Regions from separate parts of the Mus musculus genome. Here region 1 is linked to region 2. The links are chromatin contacts, called in public promoter capture Hi-C maps. All regions are on one chromosome and are shown on one strand. Each heading gives the region's core, a stretch centred on a gene start, on an enhancer-like site or on the middle of the called end of the contact. The rest is flanking DNA. Distances are from core to core; before and after follow the strand shown.

The links. Promoter capture Hi-C pulls out the DNA fragments that hold promoters and counts their contacts.
Region 1: a promoter capture Hi-C map of liver shows a contact between it and region 2, with 4 times the contacts expected there. The contact joins the promoter of Inmt here to the enhancer-like site in region 2. A contact is called at or near these places in 8 of 39 promoter capture datasets (cranial neural crest, embryonic stem cells, hematopoietic stem and progenitor cells and 4 more), 3 of 15 datasets of contacts at CTCF or cohesin (CD8 T cells, large pre-B cells and stem cell-derived epiblast-like cells), 15 of 484 Hi-C or Micro-C datasets (CD4 T cells, cerebellar granule neurons, cerebellum and 7 more), 3 of 115 datasets of contacts at active chromatin or transcription factors (astrocytes, double positive thymocytes and embryonic stem cells) and 2 of 9 other capture datasets (adipose tissue and embryonic stem cells).

What each region holds. Positions count from the first base shown.
Region 1 is chr6:55,173,205-55,180,528 of GRCm38.p6, forward strand. Inmt (indolethylamine N-methyltransferase) reads right to left here and starts at 1,786. Exons shown (of 3, transcript NM_009349.3): 1 at 1,623-1,786; 2 at 82-289. The coding sequence starts at 1,779.
Region 2 is chr6:54,625,610-54,632,372 of GRCm38.p6, forward strand. Plekha8 (pleckstrin homology domain containing, family A (phosphoinositide binding specific) member 8) reads left to right here. Exons shown (of 14, transcript NM_001164361.1): 10 at 3,237-3,295; 11 at 4,211-4,341; 12 at 4,895-4,965. Among named protein-coding and RNA genes, the nearest start is that of Gm34249, 28 kb to the right of the region's middle. Within about 2 kb of position 2,997, at least 4 of the 459 cell types and tissues checked have an H3K27ac peak or open chromatin away from gene starts, as enhancers often do. A contact at or near this core is called in liver, where this site is marked.

The sequences.
Region 1 (7,324 bases), core at 536-3,035, 550 kb after region 2:
TTCCTGAGCTGTCTGAGCCACAAAAGGGCCTTATCTGAGAAGGATGAGGTGGGTGGACAAAATGGAACCACTTGCAGGTACCTGTCTCCCTCCAGCTCACATGCATGTTGCACTATGGAGGACCAGTCGTAGGCTCCTGGCTCTTTCTTCAGCCACTTCTGCAGCTCCTGCAGGTTCTGCGGGGTGTAGTCAGTGACAATGATCTCCCGGAAGACCTCGCATGCTGAAAGCAGCTGGTAGATGGTAGGGCCAGAGCCAATGTCGATCAGGACGTCGCCCCCTACACCTCCTGGGGAGATAGCATGGCAGGTCTCCGCACCCTGACCTCACATCCTGCTGAGTGACTCCAAACCACCTTAGGATTCGCCAGCTGGGAAGGGGAGCAACCCCTTGCCTCTGGGCTGTACATTGACAGGAGTGGGGAGCAATGCCGGGGGTGGGAAACAGCTGACATTCTTAACTGCCTCCCCATGACCCAGGATACTAGTGGAGGCCTGGGAGGTATGTCTGGTCTTCCAGATAAATTCAGGATTACTGTCTCTCTCTCTCTCTCTAATCAGTTGGCATAGGCTAACTTCAAAGAACATTGGATTTAGAAAATTGGGGGAATTGGTAGAGTGGCAGGGTCTGGGATAAAGGCTGAGAAGGACACCAGCTAGTTCTTAAGAGCCCTTCTGATTTTCTAGGAAAGGCAGCCACACAGAAGAAAGTGTGGCAGAGAGCTAATAGTAACACGAGCAAGAATAAAGCCTAAGACTTCAAGTGACCCAGCACTAATGGGGAGAATGTGCTCTGTGTGACCCTGGAGGTCAGTTGCTCAGTGTACCTCCACCCCCCACCCCGGGTATGCCCTCTCAGCCTGCCCTCTCCCTTCTGCAGTCTCCTTTTATACCTACCATGCCTCTGCCAAGGACTGAAGTCTGTTCTATACCCCAGCTTTCTCCAGCAGCACCAGGCTTTCTTCCCTCTGTATTCTGAGGTTGTTCCTTGCTACCCGTTCCTTGGCACCGAATGTCTGGCTAAGAAGGCTTTTGTGGGGGAGTACACTGAGTGACCTCCAGGGTCACACAGAACACACTCTCCCCATTAGTGCTGGGTCACTTGAAGTCTTATGATTCATTCTTGCTGCTGTTACTATTAGCTCTCTGACTTTGACTGGCCACCCCTGTCCCTCCCTAGCCTTAGTCTGCCCTTAGACATTGGGGGCAAATCATGGAAACTTGTATGCATGTTTACAGGGAAGAATTTTCATCAGGGATTTTTTTCAGAGAGACTCAAGGTTCCAAAAAGGCTGCAGAGCTTTCTGGAAGGCCTCTGGCAAGAGGAGAGGGAAAAGTAGCCTTGGTGCCCAGTCCTATGTCACTTCTCTCAGCATGGGCCTAGGAGCTCCACAAATCTGGGTATACCCCTCAAAGCTTACGAGTGTAGCTACTGAGGCTGATCATGGGTGCAAGGCAAGTTCTTCACTCCTGAGGCATGGCTCTTCTGGATCTGCACACATTGCCATCTATGGGCCCTGTGGGCCTTCAGACCAGTCACCTCTGTAGCATCTGTATATACAGAATAAGCTCTCCCTGTTGGCATGGTTCCAGCCCCTCCCCAGGGAGACCTCAGCCACTCACCTGTAGAGAAGGTCTGGTAGAGGTTCTGCAGGCTAAACTTTACGATTTCCTGCTCTGCCACAGGGCCAGAGTGGAAGCTGTAGTAGGTGGTCAGGTAGTCTTTGGGAGTGAACTCTTTTTCATAGTCCTCACCTCCTATGTATACCTTGCCCTCCATTCTAGCCAGCCCACACAGCTGTCCAGACTCCTTTGCCCCTACTGAATGCTCACTCCTTCCCACCATGCCTTTTATAATCTTTTTATAAGACCTCCCTTCTCAGGGAGGAGCTAGGGTCCCTGGAGATGGTTTCAGAGTGCAGGTGTCAGATTCCTGGCTGGATTTGATTTTTGTGATGAAGCAAGAGAATGCTAGATTCCTGGCTGGATTTGATTTTTGTGATGAAGCAAGAGAATGCTAGAGGGCCTCCAGTCCTGTCCTGGGTCACTGGGCCCTGAAGCTCTCATCCCTGGCCCTCTAGGGTGGCATGTGGACAACTGGGATCAGGAGAGAGAGACAGAGAGAGAGAGAGACAGACAGACAGAGACAGACAGAGACAGATATATATATGGAGACACAGAGAGAGACAGAGAGAGAGAGAGAGACAGAGAGAGAGAGACAGAGAGAGAGAGAGAGAGACAGAGAGAGAATTACATAGGGACAGAGGTACACAGACAGACAAAGAGAAAGAGGCAGAGACCAAAGAGATGAGGGTCTCATTAGGGATGCTTCACTCATGGGGTTAAGAGTAGAGGGTGGAGACACAGGGCCAGGCTCCCAGCCAACACATTCACGGCCCCTGGGCTTCATCTTTGATAAGGCAAATAAAACAAGAACCAGAACAGAAGTGCTCCCCAGGCTGGGGAAGTAGGAGGACCAGAGATCTTCAAATCTCTCTGCTATTCTACACTCAGTGAACTTGCCTTTGTAAACAGCTTATCTTTAACTGAGTTAATGATTCCCCAGCGGTTTAAGGTTTAAGTCTTGTTTTCTCATTTGGCTTAATGTTTTCTTTCTTTCTTTCTTTCTTTCTTTCTTTCTTTCTTTCTTTCTTTCTTTCTTTCTTTCTTTCTTTCTTTCTTTCTTCCTTCCTTCCTTCCTTCCTTCCTTCCTTTCTTTCTTTCTTTCTTTCTTTCTTTCTTTCTTCCTTTTCTTTTTCTTATGCTCGGGAGTAAACTTTGACAGCACCTCCCCAAATCACTAGGCCTGTGTGTTGCCAAGCCCTGTATTTGGACAAACAATTGAAAACGTGTCACAACACTGCACAGAGCGCCACCCATCCACATCCACGTGTGTGCACATGTGCATCTTGTCCTCTGCCCCCAGAATCATCAGCTCACTTAGATCTGCTGTGGTCTGGTCTGGTTGCTTTGAAAAATGATGCCCCAGTTTGCCGTCTTTTGCTTTGGTAAACAACCATGACCCAAAGCAACCTGGGAAGGAAAGGGTTTATTTGACTTGCACCTCCTGACCACAGTTTGTCACTGAGGAAGGGCAGGGCAGGAGCTCAAGCAGGAGTAGAGGTGGGGACATTGAAAGACCACTGCTCACTGGCTTGCCCTCCATGGTTTGCTTAGCCTGCTGGCTAAGGGGTGACACCACCCGCAGAACACGGGGCTCACCCACATCAGTCATTAATTAAGGAAACACTCACGGGCCAGTCTGATGAAGGTCACTCCTCACTTGAGGATCTCTCTTCCCAGGTGACTCTAGTGTGTGTTAGGTTGGAAAAAATAACCAACTAGACCTGCTACTGCAAAGGGAAAATGGACAGAGGCTGTGTAGACTCTTACTCTGCTGTAAGGGAGTCTGCAGTGATCACACACACACACACACACACACACACACACACACACACACTTGCCTCATCTCTTTCTAAGTCATCCAAGGGTGAGAGTGTCTGGGTAGCAAACTTCAGAGTGGGTTCCCAGGGGCAAACGTTGGGAGGATGGGCATGCCACAGTGGGGAAAGTTCATGACACTGATTGCCTACTATGTGACAGGGGTCTCCTGGCTTTTTCACAACAACCTGCAAGGTATCTGCCCCCTCAACAACAAGGAAGTGGGCAATGTGATGCCCCAGGTCGCTGTCAGCAGCAGAGGCCCCAGATTCACGCCCAAAGTGGGAACACAGACTCAGCCCCAGCCTCACCCTGCTCATCATCCTTCAGGCTCTCTGACCTTCAGTTGGGTGGTTCATGGACTTGCTCACACACTGCCTTATAAGCTCAGGGAATCAATCACTCCCAGTGATTGATCCTGTCCCTGGATCTCCATCATGGCCCCAGACACTATGTTTCAAGCCAGAAGAATGAGCCCTGCCACTCAGAATGGAAGGTGATCATTTTCTCTCGGGCTTCCTGGAGCTCGGGGAACCATCTCCACAGGATGTAAACCCATCTGTCATTGTCATTCTCATCCTGTCATTGTGGAAGGCACAACTGCCCCCTCTCCTGGGACTCACAGAGCCTGAACTCTGTTTCTACGTCATGACAACGGTGCTGCACTGCTGTCGTGCAGTTACAGAAAATGCGATTAGTCGCCTACTCAAACTTATTTAAAATCGATTGAAGGAAGCTAAATCCTAGTGAGTTAACATGAGTGGAGACACTGAAGGTGTGACATGTATCTAGGGTTTCTCACATCCACCCCTGACACTTGAGACTGAGCTTTTGTTCAAAGATCCATTCCTCCCTGTGCCCACAAGTGTCTGTGCAGCTATGTGAATATGTTAGTGGCGCCCCCCGGTGTCCAACAATTGAAATTCTTACAACTGCAGTAATGAATAGAATTGGTGATTTTGGTCTGGCTTTTGATTGGGTTTTTTCATACGTGAGTTTAAAGTTTCAAGTCAAGGCTTGAAAACGTTTAGTACAGATAATTTAAGCAGAGAATTTCCATGTTGTTTTATTTTTACCTTTGAAATTTTTTTAGGATCAGTATCTGCTTAATTTCCTTCTAAGAAAACATGAAAACAATTGAGGTTTTCCTTTCTCTTTGAGGTGACTTCCTTCCATTCAGGGTTTGGGAAACTGTTCAGGGTGATGGTGTGTGAGAAGATATTGAACCCTGGTTCTGGGATTTGGAGTGAAGTGGGGTTTGTTGGGAAAGCAGGTCTTTCTTTGGGCTTCCTCTTCCTGGCAGGATTCTCTCTCCACAGGCCCAGGCAGGATGGCAGGGGATGCAGGCTGAGTGTGGCTGCTCACATGGTGTGACACCGAGTCTTTCCTCATTCACTGAATTTTCAGGTGGCCTCATTATCTGCATAGGTAGCGTGAAATTTGCCTGTTTGCTTAAAATTATGGCAGGGGTCTTCCTGAGTATGATTTCTTGTAGCTCCATGTTCTTTAAAGGGTCAGAAACTGTCCCAGTAGAAACAGAAACCTTGGGAGTGTGGTTCTCATCGGGCAGCAGTTTTGCCTACAAGGGGCCTGCTGGCAATATCTGGAAACATTTTTGTTTATCCCAGATGAGCATCCTGTAATGCTGTTAAGTTCAGCATCGCTGGTTCTGATGTGGAAAAACACTTTTCATAAGAGGCCAACTCAGAAGATTTCCTTACCTCCGTGAGGGCCCCCTCTGAGTGGGATGGAGTCAGTAGATTCTACCAATCAGCAGAGACCAAGAAGGCAAAGGTGGTGGGGAGGCAGGTGGAAGCCAGAGGGAGAGTCCTCTGGAGGATCAAGGGGCCAGTTGAAACAGTGGACAAACACAGAAGTTCTGGGAAGTATGAATGGGGACCCCAGTGTGTCCCATCCATCCCACAGCATTGGCTCTGGATAGTGTAGCCATGTTTACATTCTGTAAACACAAGTGGGATGAGGTGCTGGGTAGCTAGCTCAGATAGTACCTGAGCGGGAGGCTGGCTGGGGAGGTGGGGATCAGGACTACAGCTGTTTGCTGCTGGCTGTGCAAGACTTTACCATATAGCCATATGCGTGTAGGGCAATAATGACCCTTTGATACTAGCCCTCATTTTTGTGATGTTCCTTTTGTGTGTCAACTGGGCTGGGTCATGCTGTTTTGGATGAGATTAAATTTTTAGTGGCAGAGTTTAAGTAAAGCAGGTAGCTTTTCTAACATGGTGGGTCTTATTCAACCAGATGATAGCAGACTGACTTCCCCAAGCAGGCAGTGTTCTGTAGCAGATGGCCTCTTGCCTGGATCTCCAGCCTGCTAGCTCCATCCTGAACTTGAACTTGCTAGTTATGTGAGTTAAGATCTTAAAACAAATCTCTTCCTATGTACAGTTCTTAGATCATCTAGAGAACCCTGACTAATACAGACACCTCAAGACCTCAGCCAAAGCCCTTGGTTAGCACTGCCTCTGTCTTAGAGTTCCTAGTGCTTTGATGAAACACCATGAGCAAAAGCAACTTGGCGAAGAAAGGGTTTATTTTGCTTAAAATTCCATATCCATTCATCACTTAAGGAAGTCAGAGCAGGATCTCAAAGGACAGGAACCTGGAGGCAGGGGCTGACGCAGAGGTCATGGAGGGGTGCTGCTGACTGGCTTGCTCTTCATGGCTGGTCAGCTTGCTTTCTTATAGAACCCAGGACCACTAGCCCAGGGGTGGCTTCTCCCACAATTGTCTGGGCCCTGCCCCACTGATCACAATTAATAAATGCCTTATAGGCTTGCCTACAGCCCCATCTTACAGAGGCATTATTTTCAATGGAGGGTCTCTCCTCTTAGGCAACTTTAGCCTGTGTCAAGTTGACATAGAATTAGCTAGCCCAATCTCTTTATTAAACACCCCTTTGAATTGTAAAACATGAGCGTATAGCAGTGTCCTGCCTCCTTGGAGGCTGCATGAGTGACTGCCGGATGACCCTGCTTTAGCGGTGGCCCCAGGCTGTTTGGTCTTACAGAGTCAGAACTGTTTGTTTGTGTAAACTGGAGCCAAACATTCCTGTCCTCCAAGGGTAGCAGGCCTGAACCTCCACATGGCTGATGCATTTCTGCTCCATTTGTGGCCAAGTCAGAGCCACTTCCTGGCCAAAGGAGGCCAAGTTTTTCTGACTGTGGGAGGTCATCCCACACTCTCATTTTACAAGGAAGAATACTGAAGTCCACGGTTGACTTAGCCAGGGTCCAGGGCAAGCGACTGGCCAGGAAGTCAGTCTCCTCTGGCCGTGGTTGGCATTTTCGGTAGGCCTCCATAGTCCTCATTCCTGCAGATGGTGTGGTGAGCTCTGGCCATCCAGTAGTCTGCATAGCATTGCTGGCTCAGCTACCCAGCTCTGTCCCCAGGTCTCAACTCTAATCTCAGCCGATTGCCCAGTCTGCAGAGAGCCATTTGACTCCAGTGACCAGCAGGGGACCAGATGGGGACATGTCTAAGCACTCAAGTCCATTACACTGGTGACCCAGGGATGTGGCTTTAGGCCTCATAGCACGTGCAGATGCGGGCAATCCTCTTTAGCACTGTTCCAGGTCACACACAGAGGAGAAGTGCACCTGGAGCACGGGCCAGTCCATTTTCAGAGGAAACACGGCAGGGGAGTTTATAGTGGCTAGCAGCTCTACACTCTACAGTTCAAGGAGTCTCTGGTGAGCTGTGTTAGTATGGTGGTGTGATGTGGTCCAGGGACCTTTTGTATCCTTGAAGAAGGGGAAGCTTAAGGATCAGTCAGTATGGGAGGAGTAAGAAAACTATTCAAAAACTCTGCAGGGATCAGTTGTAGCACTCCAAGTGATCAGCAAAGGCAGAGGGGACAGACC
Region 2 (6,763 bases), core at 1,747-4,246:
TCTGGGACAAGAATTCCTGGTGTTACTGAGCAGCATGGCTTTGTGATAGCATGGCCTGCGGGAATGTCTGTCACATGCGCAGTTGCACTCACAGTTGTTATGTGCTGGGTTCTCGTTGCTTCCCCTCTTCTCACTCGCTGCTGTAGGGAGTTGGGCTTAGGCCTTTCTCATATTCAGTGGCCCTCATTGGAGCTTTAATTTACCAGCTACCACGATATTGAGTACATTATCATACAGTTCTTGGCCAGTATTTTTTGTTGTATGTCTCTCCAAATCTGGCCCAGGTTTAAAGTTGATTGATTTCATTTTATTACTTGGAGTGCTATTACTAAGGATGGCTCTGTTATTGAATTTTGAAAATTCTTTAAATATTCCAGGTAAAATCCCATTATAGATATGCATCACAGATATTTTCCTTCAGACTCTCACTTTCCTGTTTATAGTTTATCTTTTTTTTTAAAAGATTTATTTATTTATTATATGTAAGTACACTGTAGCTATCTTCAGACATTCCAGAAGAGGGAGTCAGATCTCATTACAGATGGTTGTGAGCCACCATGTGGTTGCTGGGATTTGAACTCTGGACCTGCGGAAGAGCAGTCGGGTGCTTTACCCACTGAGCCATCTCACCAGCCCCCTAGTTTATCTTTTTATAAATCTGTTTTTTGAAAAGTAAGTTTCAAATGTTGACAAACTTGACTTTTGTGTTAATGTTTTTAGTTGTCTTAAAGTTACTTTTAATCAAGGGTCATAAAGATACTCTCATGTTTTTTCTAGATTTCTAATTTTACATTGATCATGCATGTACAGCTGTGTGTGCGTGTGCATTAAGTGTGCGTATGCAGAGGCTAGAGGACGGTCTTGGGTGGTCTTCCTTATGCCAGCCACCTTTTTTTTTTTTTGAGACAAAGTCTCTTACTGGCCTATAGCTAAGCATGTAGGCTAGGCTGGTTGGCCAGAGGGCCCAAGGATCTTCCTGTGTCTTCCTCCCAGGGTCCCTCCCATGTTTGAGACACTGGGCCTATGACACCATGTCTGAGGCCCCTCCTCCATCCATGGGCGCTAGGGATTGAACTTGGGTGCTCACTCTTGTCAGGTGGGGACTTTACAGACTGAGCCATCTCCTCAGCCGTAGTCCATGCTGGAATTACTTCATGCGTGCATTGCGATGCTGGGATTGAGGGTTGTTTTGTCTTCATCACAGTCTAGTTATTTAAGGACCATTTGTCAAGAAAAGCAACCACCGTTATTTCTCCTCTTACATTGCTCTGGCTATCTGCTCCAGAACCTTCAGGCCTATAAATGGTCTCTTTCCTGACCCCAGGATTTGTTTGTATTTCCTTAGAATCTCAAGACTCACAATTTTGTTCCTTATCATGATTGTTTTGGAAATTCTAGGTCCTTTGCAGATCTGTATAATTTTAGTTTTAAATTTCCTATTAAAGGGCCACTGGGGTTTTTATTAAAGCTGCATACATTGAATTTGTAAGCCCAATCTGGGGAAAATTAATGTCATTCACAACATTATATCTCCTAGTCCATGAGTATGATATATATGTGTGTTATGTATTTGATGCATATACTTTAGTCATTTTTATTTTCTCTAATGTTAACGTATAACTGTGTTTTATTAGGAATAAATTTTGGACTTTATGGGTTTGATGCTATTTACATATGTAGCATAAATATATGTAGATACATTGATTGTTGTATGCTGGTGGTTGTTCTTATAGTCATTGTCTTAGTTAGGGTTTTATTGCTGTGAACAGACACCATGACCAAGACAAGTCTTATAAAAACAACATTTAATTGGGGCTGGCTTACAGGTTCAGAGGTTCAGTCCATTATCATCAAGGTGGGAACATGGCAGTATCGAGGCAGACATGGCGCAGGCAGAGCTGAGAGTTCTACATCTTCATCTAAAGGCTGCTAGTGGAAGACTGACTTCTAGGCAACTAGGGTGAGGGGCTTAAGCCCACACCCACAGTGACACACCTATTCCAACAAGGCCACACCTCCAGATGGTTCCACTCCCTGGTCCAAGAATATACAAACCATCACAGTCATGAATCAGATAATTTTATTAAAATGCTTTTTTTGCAGCTATTGAAATTTATGTTTTTCTGGTAATTGCCTATATAATGAGTTATGTTCTTTACATTCATTCACTCCTGTTTTGCTGTATTTCTATATTCTTTACCTATTTTCTGTTTTCTTTTTTTCCTCTTTTAATTCTCATTTCCTGTCTTAGGGCCAATGAAGCCGTTGTTCTTTAGCACACTGTTTTATTTCCTATTTGGGGTTCTTTTTAGCTGCATCATTTTCTACCTTTTCTTAAAAACGATCAATCAGATAATTTTTAGAATTTATTTTTTTTCTCTTCTGTTTTTTTTCTTTAACTTTTATTTTTATTTTGTTCTTTTGGTTTTTTTTTTAAAGATTTATTTATTATTATATGTAAGTACACTGTAGTTGTCTTCAGACACCCCAGAAGCGGGCATCAGATCTCATTACGGATGATTGTGAGCCACCATGTGGTTGCTGGGATTTGAACTCAGGACCTTCAGAAGAGCAGTCAGTGCTCTTACCCGCTGAGCCATCTCTCCAGCCCTTCTCTTCTGTTTTTATGCTATGCCTTAAAAGTAAAATTTATGTTTAGTAAATATAAATAATTAAAATTATATAAAGTTAGGAGTATAGTCAAATCAGTAATGTAATATAAGTTTATAGAAGATACATTAATATAGCAAAATAAAAATTAATGTATCTTACATAGCAGCATATCTAAAATGTCATAAACATGGAGTCAGGGTAGAGAGCCATTAGTGAGATTTTCTGCATTTTTCCTTTGGTGCTACATCTTTAAAAACCGATAGGTATTTTAGGCTTACAATTCACTTCAGTTTGGACTTTGCAACATTGAAAGTACTAAATAGTCACACATCTGTTGCTGCCACACTGGGCAGTGTACCAGCCTTTCAAATGAACACTCTAAATCGATGAGAGGTGCTTTCATCAGACCTGCCACGTAGGCCCTTGTCACAGAGACACATCTCAAAGCAGTGAGATAGAAAGCTGATGACCAAGTCCAGAAGTCAGAGTAATATTGGGGAAAATAGCTTCTAAATGTATTATTATGATAAAAATATTTTCTAGTATAATAATATATGTTTCCTAAATTAAAAAAAAACAAAACCTTTTTCAGAATTGTTTTTGATCCTTTTTTTTTTTTTCAGACAAACTTGGTCCCACAGTGTTTGCTCCTGTTAAGATGGATCTTGTTGGAAATATTAAGGTGAATATAAAGGAGAGGGGGAATCATTCACACTGGGAAGTTTGAGTAGAGGAATAACTGCTATGCAGGAGAGGCAAGCCTTTAGTAGGCTGACCACTGGATCAGTGGGGAGCCATGTCAGCAATGAGTATATGCATTTTGGGGTTAAACAATAATAAAAAAAAACTATGTTGGTTGGCAATAGCTATCATTTGTCTGGGATACAGAAGACCAAATTCCTGGTACAGCTAGCTGTGGGGCCATCAACAATAGGAACTCTCAACCTCCTTCCCAGAAAAGTGAAAGTTGTGTATATTACATCTAGCACTTGTGAATTAAATCTCTTTTTAAGCCAGGCATAGTGGCACATGCAAATCTCAGCACGTGGGAGGCAGAAGCAGGAAGATCTCTGAGCATTCAAAGACAATTTTATCTGCAGATTGAGTTTCCAGGGCAACAGGGCTGGGTAGAGAGAACCTGTCTCTAGAATAAAATAAAATAAAATAAAACACAGTACTCATCACTAGGTGTGATGTGTTGAGGAAGTTCTGTGAGTACCGTTCCTGGGACGTTAGGAGAGAGAGAGAAAGAAGTACATGGGCTCTCACTCATACAAGTGATGGGTTTGTGTGTGTGCGTGCGCGTGTGTGCATGCTCAGGATGAGAAGTAGTTTGAAACAGAAGACAGTTTCTAAGGGAGGCAATGGTACCCCAAGAATGATGCTTAAAGCTTGGGACTCTTGGAGTTTGTTAAAGCTCACAGAATTTTTGGAATTTTTAAAATACATTACCCTAAAAACAAGAAAGATAGTCAAGTTGACTTTGGTCTCCTAGAAGTCTTGTTGCTTGTAGATTTGAATTCTGTACTGACGGTACTGGTGATGTCACAGTTTCCAGCTGCCACAGTTGCCCTGTTTTGTTTTGTTTTGTTTCCAGAAGGTAAATCAGAAGTACATAACCAACAAGGAAGAGTTTACTACCCTCCAGAAGATAGTGCTGCATGAGGTGGAGGCTGACGTCGCTCAGGTTAGGAACTCGGCGACGGAAGCCCTCTTGTGGCTGAAGAGGTAAGAGGTGGAGTCAGCTGGATTGCTCACCCAGCTCAGGCTCAGCTCAGCTCAGCTGGAATGCTCACAGCTCACACCACCCGTGCCTTTCAGAGAGGCTGTGACCAAAGCTGTAACCTTCTGTGGGAAGTCTGCTGAGCCAAGCATTGGCCCCATAGTAATACATGTTGGTAATATTGGTAGTATTTGTAAGATCAGAGTTTTAGGCTGGAGAGCCAATGAGGTTCTCTTAAATGAGCAGCTTTCTGCTTCGATGGCAAAGCCTGGGAAAACACTGAACTCAGAACCAGAGTCTCTGGACTGCTAAGTCTGGTGTGGGGCTCTAGAATTTTCATTTTTCATGAATTCTAGATGATACTAATGCTAGAGCACCATAATTTGAAAAATGTTTCAGAGATGGCAGAGAGGGTGAGGGGAGTGTCCAGAACTTTCTAATAGAAATGGCAGGGAAGCTGGTCAGGAAGGATGTCTGTCTGTCCTGCCCTCTCCCTACCTTGCCTGAGATACTGAGATGAACTTTGAAAATAATATTTTTTCCTCTCTTTAATTTTAGAGGTCTCAAATTTCTAAAGGGATTTTTGACAGAAGTGAAGAATGGAGAAAAGGATATCCAGACAGCACTGAGTAAGTGTGCCTCATATTCTGATAGATCTGCAATTAGACTTGAGATAGCAACCCTGGAAATGGGACAGAGTATATGGAGACATTTCTACTTTGAGTTTATTTTTTTTTCTTTTTAAATTAATTTCACTTGTATTCACTGCTTCTTCTATGCTTTCTTAATAGGGCTCTATAAGGACTGATGATGCATGTGGTTTACCTGGCATGTATGAGTCCCTGAGTGTGATCCCTTGTCATAAGAAGGAAGGAGTAGAGGGAGGGGAGCTAGGGGTCTGTGCAGTGCCCGGGTCAGCTAGGTCTGATGTGTTAAAGATCTGAGTATCATCCTAACCCACATGAGATGAGTTCTTCTAAATTAGTCTATCGGAGTCCATATTTGAAGAGAAGCTCAGTTTAGAGCACATGAAAGAAGGTGGACAGGGAACTCATGGGGAGTTGCTGTGGAGTGAGATCAGGGGCCACCTGCCATCCTGCATTGTTCCACATGTCCATCTTGTAGTGACAGAGCCAAGACTGCAAGAAAGGCCTTTGTAAGAGGAGATTGAGCTGTATCTCCAGCACGGTGCTGTAATTATAGCATGTAGGTGCTTACTAAATAAATACTGCTATGTGGGTTGTGCGTTGATGCATCTATGCTATGAAGCTAGACTTCGTAGCATCCTCACAGTGTACTGATAACAACATGGCTGAGTTCTCACTCCAGACCTGTGGAAATCACATTAGTTTGGTGTTATTGAGATAGGGTGTCACAGTATATATAGCCCAGGTTGACCTCCAACACTTAATCTCTTAGGTACTGGAATGCAGGTGTATCCCACCACAGCAGGCCTAGCCTAAGTCTTGGAGTATGTGGAGGGAGTGGAAATCTTGTTACTCTAAAGCCTGGATTTTTGCAGTGTTGAGACAAAGTCAGACACTAAGTAGCCATGGTTATAAACAGAAAAATAAGTTAATTCCATTGCTTTGGAGAGGGTGGTACTTTTTTCAGTTTCCAAGGGGGCATCTTCAGAGACTGAAAGCATTCTAGGCCTAGATAAGATTGTATGAGCTAGAAGCTTCCAGGGCTAGGCATACATTAGCAGACAGAGGGCGCCTCAGAAACAACAGTTACATCAGGAGAATAAACGTTACATTTACAACAGGCAAGCACTCTGCCCACAAGCTACACACTCACCCAGCCCTTGATCTACAGACAGGACCCAGAAGATGTTGACTCTGTGAAGAGAAACTAGGGAGGACAGATGTTGCTCTATGACTAAATTATCATAGCCAGCGTTGGCTCTGCTCTCCCTTCCCCATCCTCCCTTTGGTGCTGTTCTATGAGTTCTAAAGTTCCATTCTGACACTCAGGCTTCTTCTTAAAATGATGTCTTAGTAATAACCCTGGTTTCCACTGCCATTCAGTGTGAAGAAGTAATGCACTTACCCTAGCCATCCCCTCATCAGACATGGCTGCAAGACTATGTCAACAGATGGGATTTCATTTTCAATTCTTTGACTATTTCCTGCCTACTTGTGTACGTGTGCTGTTTCCTGCCTACGTTGTATTTTGCCATTTCCATCCCATACTTCCTCTGATCCTCTTCCATTCCTGATAAACACTTCACAAATTCTCCTCACTCTCTGAATTCCCTCGGAAGTATAAATGCCAGTGTTCAGCAGGAGTCTGGAGAAGCCTGTCACAGACCCAGGCTCTATGAGCTCTGGTCTGGCGGTGCATGCTAAGGCTCATAGGCACCCCAGGCAGGCTTGCTCACCCATGACAAACGTGGCCTTAAGAGGACATTTACATAAAGATGTT